Linked DNA regions of Oryctolagus cuniculus: region 2 is linked to region 1. Evidence: chromatin contacts called from public Hi-C data. All regions are on one chromosome and are shown on one strand. The core of a region is the stretch at or near the end of the contact, and the rest is flanking DNA. Distances in the headings are between cores, read along the strand shown.

The links. A called contact is a pair of places that touch in the nucleus more often than the background predicts.
Region 2: a contact with region 1 is called in a Hi-C map of liver, with 5 times the contacts expected there. The contact joins two enhancer-like sites. A contact is called at or near these places in 5 of 6 Hi-C or Micro-C datasets (embryonic fibroblasts, liver, psoas muscle and 2 more).

What each region holds. Positions count from the first base shown.
Region 1 is chr14:73,753,272-73,759,962 of mOryCun1.1, forward strand. It overlaps ITGA1 (integrin subunit alpha 1), which reads left to right. Exons shown (of 29, transcript XM_008262192.4): 28 at 2,171-2,287. Among named protein-coding and RNA genes, the nearest start is that of ITGA2, 37 kb to the right of the region's middle. Within about 2 kb of position 4,195, at least 2 of the 8 cell types and tissues checked have an H3K27ac peak or open chromatin away from gene starts, as enhancers often do.
Region 2 is chr14:73,909,047-73,915,737 of mOryCun1.1, forward strand. MOCS2 (molybdenum cofactor synthesis 2) reads right to left here. Exons shown (of 7, transcript XR_011382037.1): 3 at 5,376-5,520; 4 at 2,193-2,320; 5 at 1,550-1,700; 6 at 1-586. Among named protein-coding and RNA genes, the nearest start is that of MOCS2, 4.9 kb to the right of the region's middle. Within about 2 kb of position 2,890, at least 1 of the 8 cell types and tissues checked has an H3K27ac peak or open chromatin away from gene starts, as enhancers often do.

The sequences.
Region 1 (6,691 bases), core at 2,945-5,444:
TGTCTGGGATCAGATAAAAGCCAGGAGCCAGACAGTCCATCCTGGTCTCCCAAATGAGTGGCAGGGCCCAACTACTTGGACCATCTTCTGCCTTCCCCGGCACCAAAGCTGGAAGCTGGATCAGAAGTGGAGTGGTATGGGACCAGCACTGTGACGCAGCAGGTTAAAGCCCTGGCCTGCAGCACCAGCATCCCATATGGGCGCAGGTTCAGGTTCTGGCTGCTCCATTTCTGATCCAGCTCTCTGCTACGGTCTGGGAAAGCACTGAAAGATGGCCCAAGTCCGCGGACCCCTGCACCCATGTGGGAGACCCAGAGGAAGCTCCTGGCTCCTGGCTTCACATCAGCTCAGCTCTGGCTGTTGCAGTCATTTGGGGAGTGAACCAGAGGATGGAAGACCTCTCTCTCTCTCTCTGTCTCTCTGTCTCTCTCTCTCCCCCCTCACCCCTCCCTCTCTTCCTCTCTCCCTCTCTCCCTCTCTCCAACTCTGCCTTTCAAATAAATAAAATAGATCTTTAAAAAAAAAGTGGAGTGGCAAGGACTGAAACAAGCACTTCAGTATGGGATTCTGGTGTCACAAGAGGCAGCTTAACCCGCTGCACCACAGCGCGAGCCCCTGCATGTGTTCACTTACTTCAGAGTACCCAGCCTGATCAGCGTGCAACATAAAGTTGTTCCATACACAGAAAAGTCAATGATTCCTTCAAACCTAAAAAAACTGAGTGTGGATTATATTGGAAAAAGTGTATTTGATTCCCAGATACGTTATGTTTAAATGTTACAATTAGCTCCATTTCCCATAAATGTTATTTTAATAGTCCCTTGCGAATATTTGTGCTACATTTCATCCTAAAGGAAAATCATATATATATTGATAAAATTACTAATAATGACCATTTTGTAATTGTATGATCTTACAAAATTTTCCAATCCTATCTAGACCGCAATTTCTATAAGTTCATGGAATTGTTTTAGACATGATTCAAATCTGTTCTAATGGTCTGATTCTGTATAATCCCACACTGTCTTCAGCTCTGTATTTTCCACATATCAGCTTGATCTACCTGGAGTGATTTCACGGGTTTATATTTGTGTTCACTATATGCAAATACAAGTATACCTCAAAAAGTTCAGGAAACATGAAATTAAGTGAGTTTATTTGGGTGCAAAAAAATAGAAATCCATGTATAAATTTTCATAATATCTATTTTATGAATTTTTGAAGACCCATCATATATATGGATTTCCAAAAACATTTTCGCACAAAATAAACTGACCTTTTAATTTCATTTGCTATGAACTTGTTGAACTACTCACATGCCTGCTCTCTGAGTTTCCTGTTCTAATCTTCCCTATAGGTTAAGAAATTGAAATTTCTTACTCAGTAAAAGGCAAAAATAGAACTTTGAGCCATAGATAGCAACTCTGAAGTAGTTTCTTTTTTTCAGATACCCAAGGGCTGGGCCACAGATCAGACAAGTTTCATTGAGGTTTGAGCGCCACACAGAGAGCTTGAGTAGCCGAGTGCTAAAAGCTGTCCGTTTCTCAGTTGCATTTCAGTTCAGACCTAATTGCTAGGTGCTGAGAGAAAAGTCAATTGGAAGAAGCCATGTGGTACTATAAAAAAAGCACAGAGTGGTGAATATTCATGCAAATAGTCATTTATCTGTATTCTTGAAACTTACGCATTTGCTTGTATAACAATTATATTTTCAGTTTATAAACAACAAATAAGGTACATTAGAACAAGGAGACCTACTCAAGGTTTTATATGAGCAACTGTGATATTATATCCTAAACTGATGGTATCATGATAATGTAGTGAAGTCTGTTAATTAATCTTTGAAACATAAAATACTTTGGATCTCCCTGAGTTAAACAGATTCAATCCTACTCTTGAGTGTTTGGATTCACTGACATTTTGCTCTTGATGTATATATTTCTGAAGGTTAAGGCTATAAATACTTTATTGGTAATGATAAATTTGAAATGATCAGAGATTTAGAAAAGAAGAGGGGCATTTTCAATTGCGAGCTCTGTGTTTTGTCTGTCTGTGGTATAGAGATTGTTTCTACTATTTGTTAGAAAATTATGACCTGCAAAAACTGAATGTCCCACGAGTTCTGGTTGGGTGCTTATTGATGTTGACAATCGTGTTTAATAATTTTCAGCTTGCGATTCAAATCTCCAAAGATGGGCTACCAGGCAGAGTGCCCTTGTGGGTTATCCTGTTGAGTGCTTTTGCTGGATTACTGCTGTTAATGCTGCTCATATTAGCACTGTGGAAGGTAAGCACCAGAAGTTGTCTATTTCAAACATGAAGAGCACATTGATAAAATAAATTATGATTTGCCCAAGCTGTGAAGCATATTATTATACAGCAATGAAATGAATACTGAGTGATGACCAAGAGGAAAAGGAAGTGTTCATTTCCAATGCTGTGCACAGCTTGACCCCATTTTTGTAAAGGGGAAAAAAGTAACCTATCTTGGGGTGAATATATCCAAAATTGAGGGAGGACCTTTCTAAAGATGAATGTTATATGGGGCCAGCTCTGTGGCATAGCAGATAAAACTGCCACCTGCCTGCCAGTATCCCATATGGACACTTGTTTGAGTCTCGGCTGCTCCACTTTCCGATCCAGTTCCCTGCTAATGTGACTAGGAAAGCAGCAGAAGATGGCCCAAGTCCTTGGGCCCCTACACCCACATGGGAGACCTGGAACAAGCTTTAGGCTCCTGGCTTCAGATCAGCCCAGCTCCAGCTGTTGCCACCATTTGGGGGGTGAACCAACAGATGGGAGATATTCTCTCTCTCTCTCTCCCTCTGCCTCTCTGTAATTCTGCTTTCAAATACATGGATAAATCTTTTAAAAAAATGACCATTACAGAGGACAATGACATTTTAAAATTTCAAAATAGCTAGATATTACTTTTATAAGAAAAGAAAAATAAACACTTTTTTATAAAAAGATGGATTTTCTTTATTTGAAAAGCAAAGTTACAGAGAGAAACAGATCTTCCATCTATTGGTTTACTTCCCAAATGGCTTCAAGAGTCGGGGCTGGGCCAAGCCAAAGGTAGGAACCTGGAACAACATCCACGTCTCCCACATGGGTGCAGGGGTCCAAGTACTTGAACCATCTTCTGCTGCCTTCTCAGGCACATTAGCAGAAGTGGAATAGCAAGGACATAAACCAGTACTCATATAGGAGGCCACCGTTGTAGGCAGCAGCTTAACTCACTGCACCATGTCAGCCTCATAAAAACTTTTTATAGTAAAAAAGAATTACTATGTGTCAGTTTAAAAAATATAAGCCGTACACTCATGGTTAAGATAAATCTTGTCCTAATCCCATCTAAGTGCATCTTAGAAATCAAATACCTCTTTTACATATGAACAGACATACCACCTTTTATTCAATAGTTGTGCGCTGATAGAGAGATGAGGGATTTACTAATTAGTTGATATAAGGGAAATCTTAAAGTTTCAGACTCCTATTTCAAATACTTTTATAAAATTATGAAATTTTCTACTTTCTGTTGAGTACATCTGAATATTTACATGGATGCTTTGCTTAGGCCTAGATATGCCATATTATTTTCCAACAAATTGAGAGGATAGCTTTTAGTATACATTCAACAGAGCATAAAATCTCATTAAAGGGCCGGCGCTGCGGCTCAATAGGCTAATCCTCCCCCTTGCGGGAGGTTCTAGACCTTTCTCTCTGTCTCTCTCTCTCACTGTCCACTCTGCCTATCAAAAAAAAAAACTCATTAAAAAGTATAATTTAATTTTTCCAATTAAAAATCAAATTGGCATTTATTCTCACTGTGTCTTATGTGGTGTTAAGTTGAACCAACTGTGTCAGAAACATCTTGTTCCAGCATATTTATTTTTCTAATACCTTGGCAACACATGATTTAGTCAAATAGTTTAAACACCAAGTTTCTGTTCTTCTGAATTACCAACTGTTCCTATTCTTTTTTTCTGTGATGACTAACTTCCTCTTTCAGATGGTTACTCTTAGAGAGGATGAACAAAGCCATGTTAAACTCGTAGTTCCATGGCACTTAATTCAGTAAAATTCTTGACATTTTTGCAGCAAAGTCACCCTGACAGAGCGAATTCTCCACATCAAATGTCTAGCAGTTCCTTCTGTATGTTACAGTGCTAGCGCTGCAGTACCCGAATCTGCCACACTGTGGTGCTCAAGGTCTGGCTCGGCAGGGCCAATGTTGTGCTTGAAATGTAAGATGTGCGCCTCTAAGCAGAGGGAGTTACTTGAAGCTTCCTTCAGTGTGGTCTTTTATTCCTACCGTCGTATCGGACCCTCGCACTTGCCCATATAGTTTAAGGACACGACTGACAGAAGAGGAAAACCAGGACTGATATCTGCAGATGTTCCCTGGCCTCGGCTGTGTTTAAGACTAACAAACAGCAAGTTTCAGCCACCTTGATTTTTCGGGGGAGGTCACTAGTCTCAAAGATCACAAATGTAAAAATAAACACATTTGTCCATCATCCAGTTAGTGTTGTGGTGATACATAGTGCTGATGGCTCCCTACATCTCCTTAGGACCCCAAAGAAGGTCACTTAGCAAACCCTGGACTGTTTTGACCTGAAGGTTTAGTAAATTCAGCCACTCCCGTGGGAAGCCCAGATCGGTAGTCCCAAGGCAGGAGGGAAGAGAACTTGCTCTCACTGAGTGTTTCCCCTACACCAGGAACTGTTCTCAGTGTTTCTGTCTTCAGCATTCCCCCCTTAATACATCAACCCCGTGAGGGTTTCCTCATAAATGAGGAAAATAAGGCACAAAAAATTTTGTGTAGTTTTCTTTTTTTTTTTATTGACAGGCAGAGTGGACAGTGGGAGAGAGACAGAGAGAAAGGTCTTCCTTTTGCCGTTGGTTCACCCTCCAATGGCCGCCGCGGCCTGCACGCTGCGGCCGGCGCACCGCGCTGATCCAATGGCAGGAGACAGGTGCTTATCCTGGTCTCCCATGGGGTGCAGGGCCCAAGCACCTGGGCCATCCTCCACTGCACTCCCTGGCCACAGCAGAGAGCTGGCCTGGAAGAGGGGCAACCGGGACAGAATCCGGCGCCCCGACTGGGACTAGTACCCGGTGTGCCGGCACCGCAAGGCGGAGGATTAGCCTAGTGAGCCGCGGTGCTGGGCAATTAAGTGTAGTTTTCAAGACCCATAGTTAGTAAGGTTCTGATTAACAATATAGACCTCTGCCACTCTGCTGTCCTCGGGCAATCTTTCAACCACGTATTTGAGCCTCATCTTATACCTGAGAACATTAAAGCAGAGAGGTTAATTCTCCCGTGATCACCAGCAAGAATGACTGGTTTCAAGCAATGGTCAATGTGGAAAGCCTACTGCTCTCCAGTAAATCTACCTGCTGCAGGTTCTAGAGCTCAAGAAATCAGGTCTTGTTCAAGAGGGCTGTGAACTCTCCAAAACTTCCAAAACTGTTCAGTTCTGGAATGAGGGCCCGGGTGGGTCAGGCTCTCAGGAGCTTCAATGCACTAAGCAGCTTAGTTCCTCCTCTCCCCATGCAGTAAAGCTTTGCAGGGACCTCCCTGAAGCGTGGTTCGGTCTGCGTGCAGTAGGCTCAGAAGAGCTGCTCTCCTCAGCAGGCAACTTATAGGAACACGACCTAGAGCAGACACTTCCTGCTTCTCAGATCCTTCCAGTCTGGAAGTTCCTTGGGACTCCGTACTGAGACCCTCTGTAAGGAACAGACCAAAGATTCCTACTAGATCAGATATTCACTTTCAAAAGACAAAGTGCTTGTATATTTATCTTCACTGTACACATGACAGAAATTAAAGCTGGACAAAAATCTTAGCAGTTTCTTAATATACTTCCTGATTGATTGCAGGAGAATTCTAGAGGACAAAGATTTAAGTAAATTGCTAAATGTGACCTGAAATAGGGACCACATGCTGAGGGAGACACGCAGTCAGGCCAGTGTAACCACCTGGGCGAATGACACAGTACACGGAGGAACCACGAGAAGGTGGACTGTGCCTCTCCAAACTTGATGTGATGCTGATGCCTGAAGTTCCACCGCTGATGGTTTTTCTGTTCATACTTCAGGTTTAGCTTTGTTCCCCATCCAATGTGCACATCCTTGCTGGAGATGGGATGGTGGTGGATGCAGAACTGCTCACCGCATTTTTAGCCTTTTATACATCAGCATGATGTATTTTATACATTAGTATGAGTTTTATACATCAGTATGAATTTATTCTGTCCACATTTATTCAGTCCAAACTGCATTCATTAAGCATTTACTTTTTCCAGAGATAGTTTAGTCAGACCTTTTGCCATAAGAGTTTGTTTCTTTTTTTAACTATTACTTATGTTATTTATTTGAGAGATGGCAGAGGGCTGGGAAGAGTGAGAACAAGAGCAAGAGTGAGTTCCCACCTGCTGGTTCACTCCCCAAATGCTTGCAACAGCCACAGCTGGGCCAGGCCAAAGTCAATCAGGAACTCAGACCAGCTCTCCCATGTGGGTGACAGGAACCCAACTATTTGAACCATCACCTGCTATCTCCCAGGGGGCACAAGAGCAGGAAACTGGAAGCAAGAGTGGACCCAGGACTTAAACCCATGTGTTATGATGTAGGACGCAGGTAACTCAATCCGCATCTTAACCCCTAGAGGAATACAAAAATG
Region 2 (6,691 bases), core at 1,640-4,139, 150 kb after region 1:
AAGAGGCTCCCGGCTCCTGATCAGTGCAGCTCTGGCCGTTACAGCCAACTGAGAAGTGAACCAGCAGATGGAAGATCTCTCTCTCTCTCTCTCTCTGCCTCTACGTCTCTCTCTGTGTAACTTTCAAATAAATAAATAAATCTTTAAAAAAAAAAAAAAGAGAGAGAGAGAAATGACTTCATATACAAACCACTGGAAGAGTCCTGACTAGAAATTTGTTTTCATTTATTGAGGTTCACTGGGCCATGCATTCCTTGGGGCATGCATTTTCCCTGCTTAAACCTGACAAAGGAGATATGCTATAAATATCCTATTTCACACATAAAGAAACCAAGATTCTACAGTCAGGGAATGCACACAAACAAAATTCTAAGAGTACTCTAACTTTGTAGATATCATATTAAGAATACTTGAGAATCAAATCAAGTGCATATAGCAAAAGGAGGTATTTTCTGAACTTACCTTTTTCCATATGGGCACCCTGGCTTTTAAATTATCAATGGCATAGCTCACAGCTTCAAGGGATGCAGCCCTGTGGGCTGAGGACACAGCAATGATTATGCTTGCTTCTGACACCGGAACTAAGCTTTAACAAGATGAAGAAAGACATCATCACCCCTGAATCTATGTGTTAAAAAATATGCTAGACACATGAAAAAAAAATCCATTGACATTCTTAGAACTATAATTTACTTAAAAATCCAATTTAGTTAGAAAACACTACTTCATCCCAGTTGCAGTCAGGAAAATAGACACTGGGTTGATATTGCAGCAATTTTAAGCATCTATCCACAAAAGCTGCTTGATGGGCACCAAGAAGAAAACAACTTTTCACTGACTCCACAAACAACTGATTCAAACCAGGAAGAATGCTAAGGAATACCTAGAGATACAAAGTCAAAAAAAAAATGGCAATTTAGAATATAAAATAATATATATAAATTATAAATAATTATATATAAATTATATAAAATATAATTTAGAATATAAAATAAACATTAATAGGCCAGATAACATTAGCCATTTATAAAATTACTGGTTAATAAAATTACTAATGAACAAATAATAATACAACATGATAGATGTAGTCTCAATTGCTCACTTCTTTTTAAAACCAAGAACTCTATTCTTTTTGATGGTACAAAAAGGCAAAGTATTTTAATGACTTTCAAAGCATTTACACCAAAAATAATCTGTAACAGACTGTAAACAGAGTCAAGAATACAAAACTCAAAAGGCAGGACTCAATGACTTTGACTTTGGCTCAGGTTCACACAAGCCCTAATGCCCAGGGCCTGAAAGTCTTGGCACATCTGCATTGTGTTACAGCACCCAAGGAAATAGGAGCACTCCCCAAATTACAACCCAACCAGCAGTCATGAGAGGCACTGGGAGCCATCACTGCTGTCCTTCAGAAACCATTCACAAACCTCCCTCTCATGGTGACACAGAATTCCCAAGAAAGATTCGAGTCAGAATTCTGATAGGCATTAGGACAAAGCTGGAAAGCAAGTGTCCTTCACTTCTAAATTGTTAAAGGAAAGCATACCCAAGTCGATGGAACACTGCTATGTGTGTGACTGGCCATTTCTGCCTGATGTCACTACAGATTTTTCTGACCTCGTTTTCCGCCATTGGTAGGTAAGCTTCATATTCTAAGCTAATGACTTTCTTCCCTTCAAAGTTATTTCTTGTAGTCCCTAAAAACAAAAACGTAATTATATAAGGTTGGATCCGTTTTTAAGAGCAAACAAATAGCCTACCTATTTAAAAATTACTTCAAGAAACTTGATTAGAAAAGCAAAGGATAATTATCCCAAAGATGAAAAGGAAATAAAATAACAGATCAAGATTACTGAAAACATTCAGGTGACAAATAGTCCCTTTTCCAACAGTTGCATCTGATACTTAAAGAAAAATTAAGGACTATCATTATGTATATTTTTCCCTTAAAATTTGGAAAATACCAGAATTCTCTCTGCTAGCCATGACTTATCCTACTCTTTATACTTCTGATTTAACAATGGTTAATTTGAAAGTTACGAAAACAAAACTAAAAAAAATTCTACTCGCTTTCATGAGCAATGGAGATTTACTGATGGTCAAACCTCTATCAACACTGAACATGAGAAGCACCTGCTCATTTCTACCATCCAGTGGAGCCAATTGATGCTATGAAAATTACAACTCACCTACAAATAGGGACACTGCACCACAGGGTGGAGAAATCACCAACTGCGAGACCTCATCCACAGAAAGTTTCTCAGCCGTGAATTTTATTATATCCTTAGGTTTCTCTTCAACATCATCCATATCTTTCCTAAAAATAAGATTTTAATAAATGTTAACATTAATTAATGTTAACACTAGGGCAAAACATTCAACTTCTAAGCTGTTTCAATCTACATTTTTTGTACATCAGATGTGTTAGGAGGCATGATTATTCTGAATGATAAAAATCAGTATAGAATTTTAACAAAGCTCAATATATTTATAAATATCCCTAATGAATCAGGTATGAAATAAAAAGAAATTTGCCACTGACATGATCACTAAACTGTAATCTTCTCAAATGCCAGTTTATTCGATTCTGTAATTGCCACTCATATCTCCCATCATGATACAGCTGTGCAAGCACCTTCTTCATCTATATGATATCACTTCTAATCACTGTTACTAGACACCACCCCCACAGTGCCTTTCCTTTATCCAAAAAGGAAAGGAAGAAAACAGAGGTGAAAGTGATTCTACTGGAACTAAGTTCCTTTCAAAGCCTGGCCCAATCCCAGCTAACTCAGGAAATAATAATATTCACCAGGGGTTATGCAAAGTCCTTTGCCATGCATTTCTCAACTCATTAGACATCATTACACACTCACCAAGGGCTATTATTACATACTCACTAAGGGCCAGAGACTAATCCCAGACTCTAGACACAGACCAAGCATCAAGAGCACAGGCTCTGGGCCGGTGCCGTGGCACAGTAGGTTAATCCTCCACCTGGGCACCAGTTCTAGTCCTGGCTGCTCCTCTTCCAATCCAGCTCTCTGCTGTGGCCTGGGAAGGCAGAAGATGGTCAAAGTCCTTGGGCCCCTGCCACGGGGGAGACCAGGAAGAAGCACCTGGCTCCTGGCTTCGGATCGGCACAGCTCCAGCTGTTACGGCCATCTGGGGAGTGAACCAACAGAAGGAAGACCTTTCTGTCTCTCCCTCTGTCTATAACTTTACCTTTCAAGTAAATAAAATCTTTAAAAAAAAATTAAAATGAGAAAAAAAGGGCTCAGAGAAGTCAAGGACTCGCTCAAGATGCTGAAATTCCAATAAAGAATTCTAAACAGATCCAATGTTCTAGTCCCTACTTCCTTCCAACTACTGAAAAGGAAAGCACCATTCTTCACAGACACCACGACTTTCCACCTACTGTGCATCCGTGCCACCTGAGCTTTTTCCCTGAAGCAAGATATAGGTAACCCTGCAAGCTTTAAACCCTCTTGAGCTTCCATGACTTCTGGTTCTACAATGAAAACTAAGCTGGCTGGTTCTAAGATCCCGTAACACAAACCCTGTCAAACACAATCAACAGACACTGCTGCTGAGTAGTCTTTCTAATCTTCCCAAAGAACAGCTGTAATCATCAGACATACCCGCCCCTTTAATAACAGCTCGCTGTGTTTTTAATAAATTCCCCCCAAAGCTGTGATACATATCTGCAAGGAATTCTATTATTTCCAGACAGCAGGTCCTGAGAAAGATCCCTAAGCGCTGACATGTTGGGTAACTTTGTATGTCAATTCTTCATTTTTCATTGCCCTTTAGTAGTGTGAGGGGGAAATGGGTGAAAAAAAAAGTAAAAAGAATCCTGGCTTATTCCTTTCTTTAATGGAATCGAGGTTCTGCTATTGACTATGCTGTTTACTTTCATTTTGGATAAAAACTATTTCAGTTTTCTTTCATTCCTAATTTACTAGTTTTTAATCACAAATGACTATTAATTCCTACATTACTTATTCTTCAGTTGACATCTCTATTTAAGTACTTAAGTAAAGCAAGATCTCTCCAGACCACACTGGATAATGTTTCTACCCACTATCCTACTCAGATATGGATTAATTTGCCTGAAAAGATGGCACAGTTCATATAGCTATCTGCAACAGAGCTATAGTTATTATTTTATATCAGGACATTGGTTAAATTTCTCAGACTTTCTACCTGTGCAGTTTTTCTATAGTTTTCAGTGCTTAAAAAAGCTATTGCTTACTATTCATGAACATGTCTGTCTGAAAGTACAGAGAGCCCAACAATGAGCTCAAGTTCAAATGTTGGCTCTATGCTTTCTAGCTATGTGTTCAAAGGCAACTGTAACTTCTCTGATTTTCAGTTTTCCTACTTGAAATATATGGATATTAATATTCCACAGCCTAGCACTGTGCCTGACAAATAAAATCTTAATAAACAATGTCAAGTGAAAACAACGGACAAATCAAACTTGGTATAGGCAGGACAAAGCGAGCTAGGTTAGGTTAGACTTGGGCAGACAGCCAAGTATGGGTGGTGGTGGTGGGGGGTGCTCCAGGGTCAGAAGAGCAGCTTCTGGTTAGTAAACAACACAAAAGCATGCCCTTAAGATATGCTTTGCAAAAACTAAATGGGGAACTTACAAAGCAAAAGTCTGGAGACTACAAATTAACAGAATAAGAGAAAAACCTGTGATTCTAAATTAGGGAACACAAGACCATGAAGAGCAAGGTAGGGGAGACTGGCTAACCCACAGAGAACACGAAGGACCACAGACTGACGAATGGCAGACAAGGAGGCAGAATGAGCTCACTCCCTTAAAGGACCTTACACAAATTTTGCAGAGGGCATAGAACCACCAGATCACTTTCTTTCAATAGCCTGTATGTGTGTTTGTTTCCTGAGAAAAACCATGTGCAGCTTCCCAGCAGTCTTCTCTCAGTTCTTCTCAATAAGGCCTTTCTGTTTTAAAAGCTCCCTCTTGCTAAGCCACATGGCGGCAAGAGCTGTCTCTGTTCACTTCAATGAAACTTTGCTTTAAAAATTTGCTTTCTCGTTTGTTCCTCAGCCCCAAACTTCGCCTTCTGGTTTGTTCACCAGCTTCAAAGTTCTTATCAACAGAATAAGTTCCCCAGATTCACATCAGCTGTAACAAACTGCTATTAAGTTAAACTGCTTAGAACAAAATGGACTCAGACGTGGTAGGAAGGTATCATGTCTGCCTGCACCCAGAGTCGACACATCAATCAAGAAGCTGGGATAAGCCCATTCGTTAAGAATACACGGTAACAGCAAAACAAACAGAGCTTATAATCTATGTATTCTTCTGCACAAGACTGAAAGAGACAAATCACACATACCTACATGGCTTAAATGCACTAGCCTCCACTAATGGGGGGGATAATAGCAATTTCGTCTCCGGGCTGAAGCTGGAGGAGCTGATCTCCAAGCTCGACATATTCTTGACGAACAGCAAATATCACCTGATTTCTAACATCAGCCAATCTGAAGGAAAAAAAAAAAAAAAAAAAAAAAAAAAAAAGATGAGCGGTATCCACACTGTGATCCACATCAAATCTCTTCACATTTGGATAAAAGACATACCCACTTAAGAACGTACCCATTCACTGCAAAGATCACATTCAACCATTAACATCTCTTCATCGCATGTTGTGTATCTTGGGGAATGAAAATAGCAACAAACACAAGACTGGAAGCAACATTCCAATCAGATCAAAAGTAAAGAAAAATTTCTTAATCACTACCCTGTCTTTTCAGGGATCGTCCATCTAAGTATACAACCACACTAAGCAGAGCTAGGAAGTTTCCTGCAGTAGCAGTTGTCTCCCTGAGGGTAGGTTAAAGGTAAAATTGAACAGAAGCCCCACCATGTTTCATCACCAGGTACTCTAAGAACAAAAGATGAAACTGTGGCAGCTCAGCCCGTCTGCCAGCTCCACTCACATCGCAGCTTCCTGCTAGGGTGAACCATGGAAGGAAGCAGGTGATGGCCTAAGTGTTTGGGTCCCTGCCACCTAGGTGGGAGACCCCGATTGATTTCTTGGCTCCTGGCTTCAGCCTGTCCCAGTGCTGGTTCCTGTGGGCATCTGAGGAGTGAACCAGCTGACAGGAGACTGTCTCTGCCTTTCAAATAAATAATTTTAAAAATACATGGAATCCGGCCGGCACCGTGGCTCACTAGGCTAATCCTCCGCCTGCGGCGCCGGCACACCGGGTTCTAGTCCCAGTCGGGGTGCCGGATTCTGTCCGGGTTGCCCCTCTTCTAGGCCAGCTCTCTGCTGTGGCCCAGGAGTGCAGTGGAGGATGGCCCAAGTGCTTGGGCCCTGCACCCGCATGGGAGACCAGGAGAAGCACCTGGCTCCTGGCTTCGGATCAGCACGGTGCGCTGGCCGCAGCGCACCGGCCGCAGCGGCCACTGGACGGTGAACCAACAGCAAAAAGGAAGAACTTTCTGTCTCTCACTGTCCACTTTGCCTGTCAAAAAAAAAAAAAACAAAAACAAAAACAAAAACAAAACAAAAAACAAAACATGCAATCCAGGAGTACTCATAGGTTCCTTTCCAACACACATTGTGAAATACCGTTTACACAGCACTAGGGTTTCAAGGTTAAACATCCAACACAGACTTACACAACACTAATATTCCCTAACACT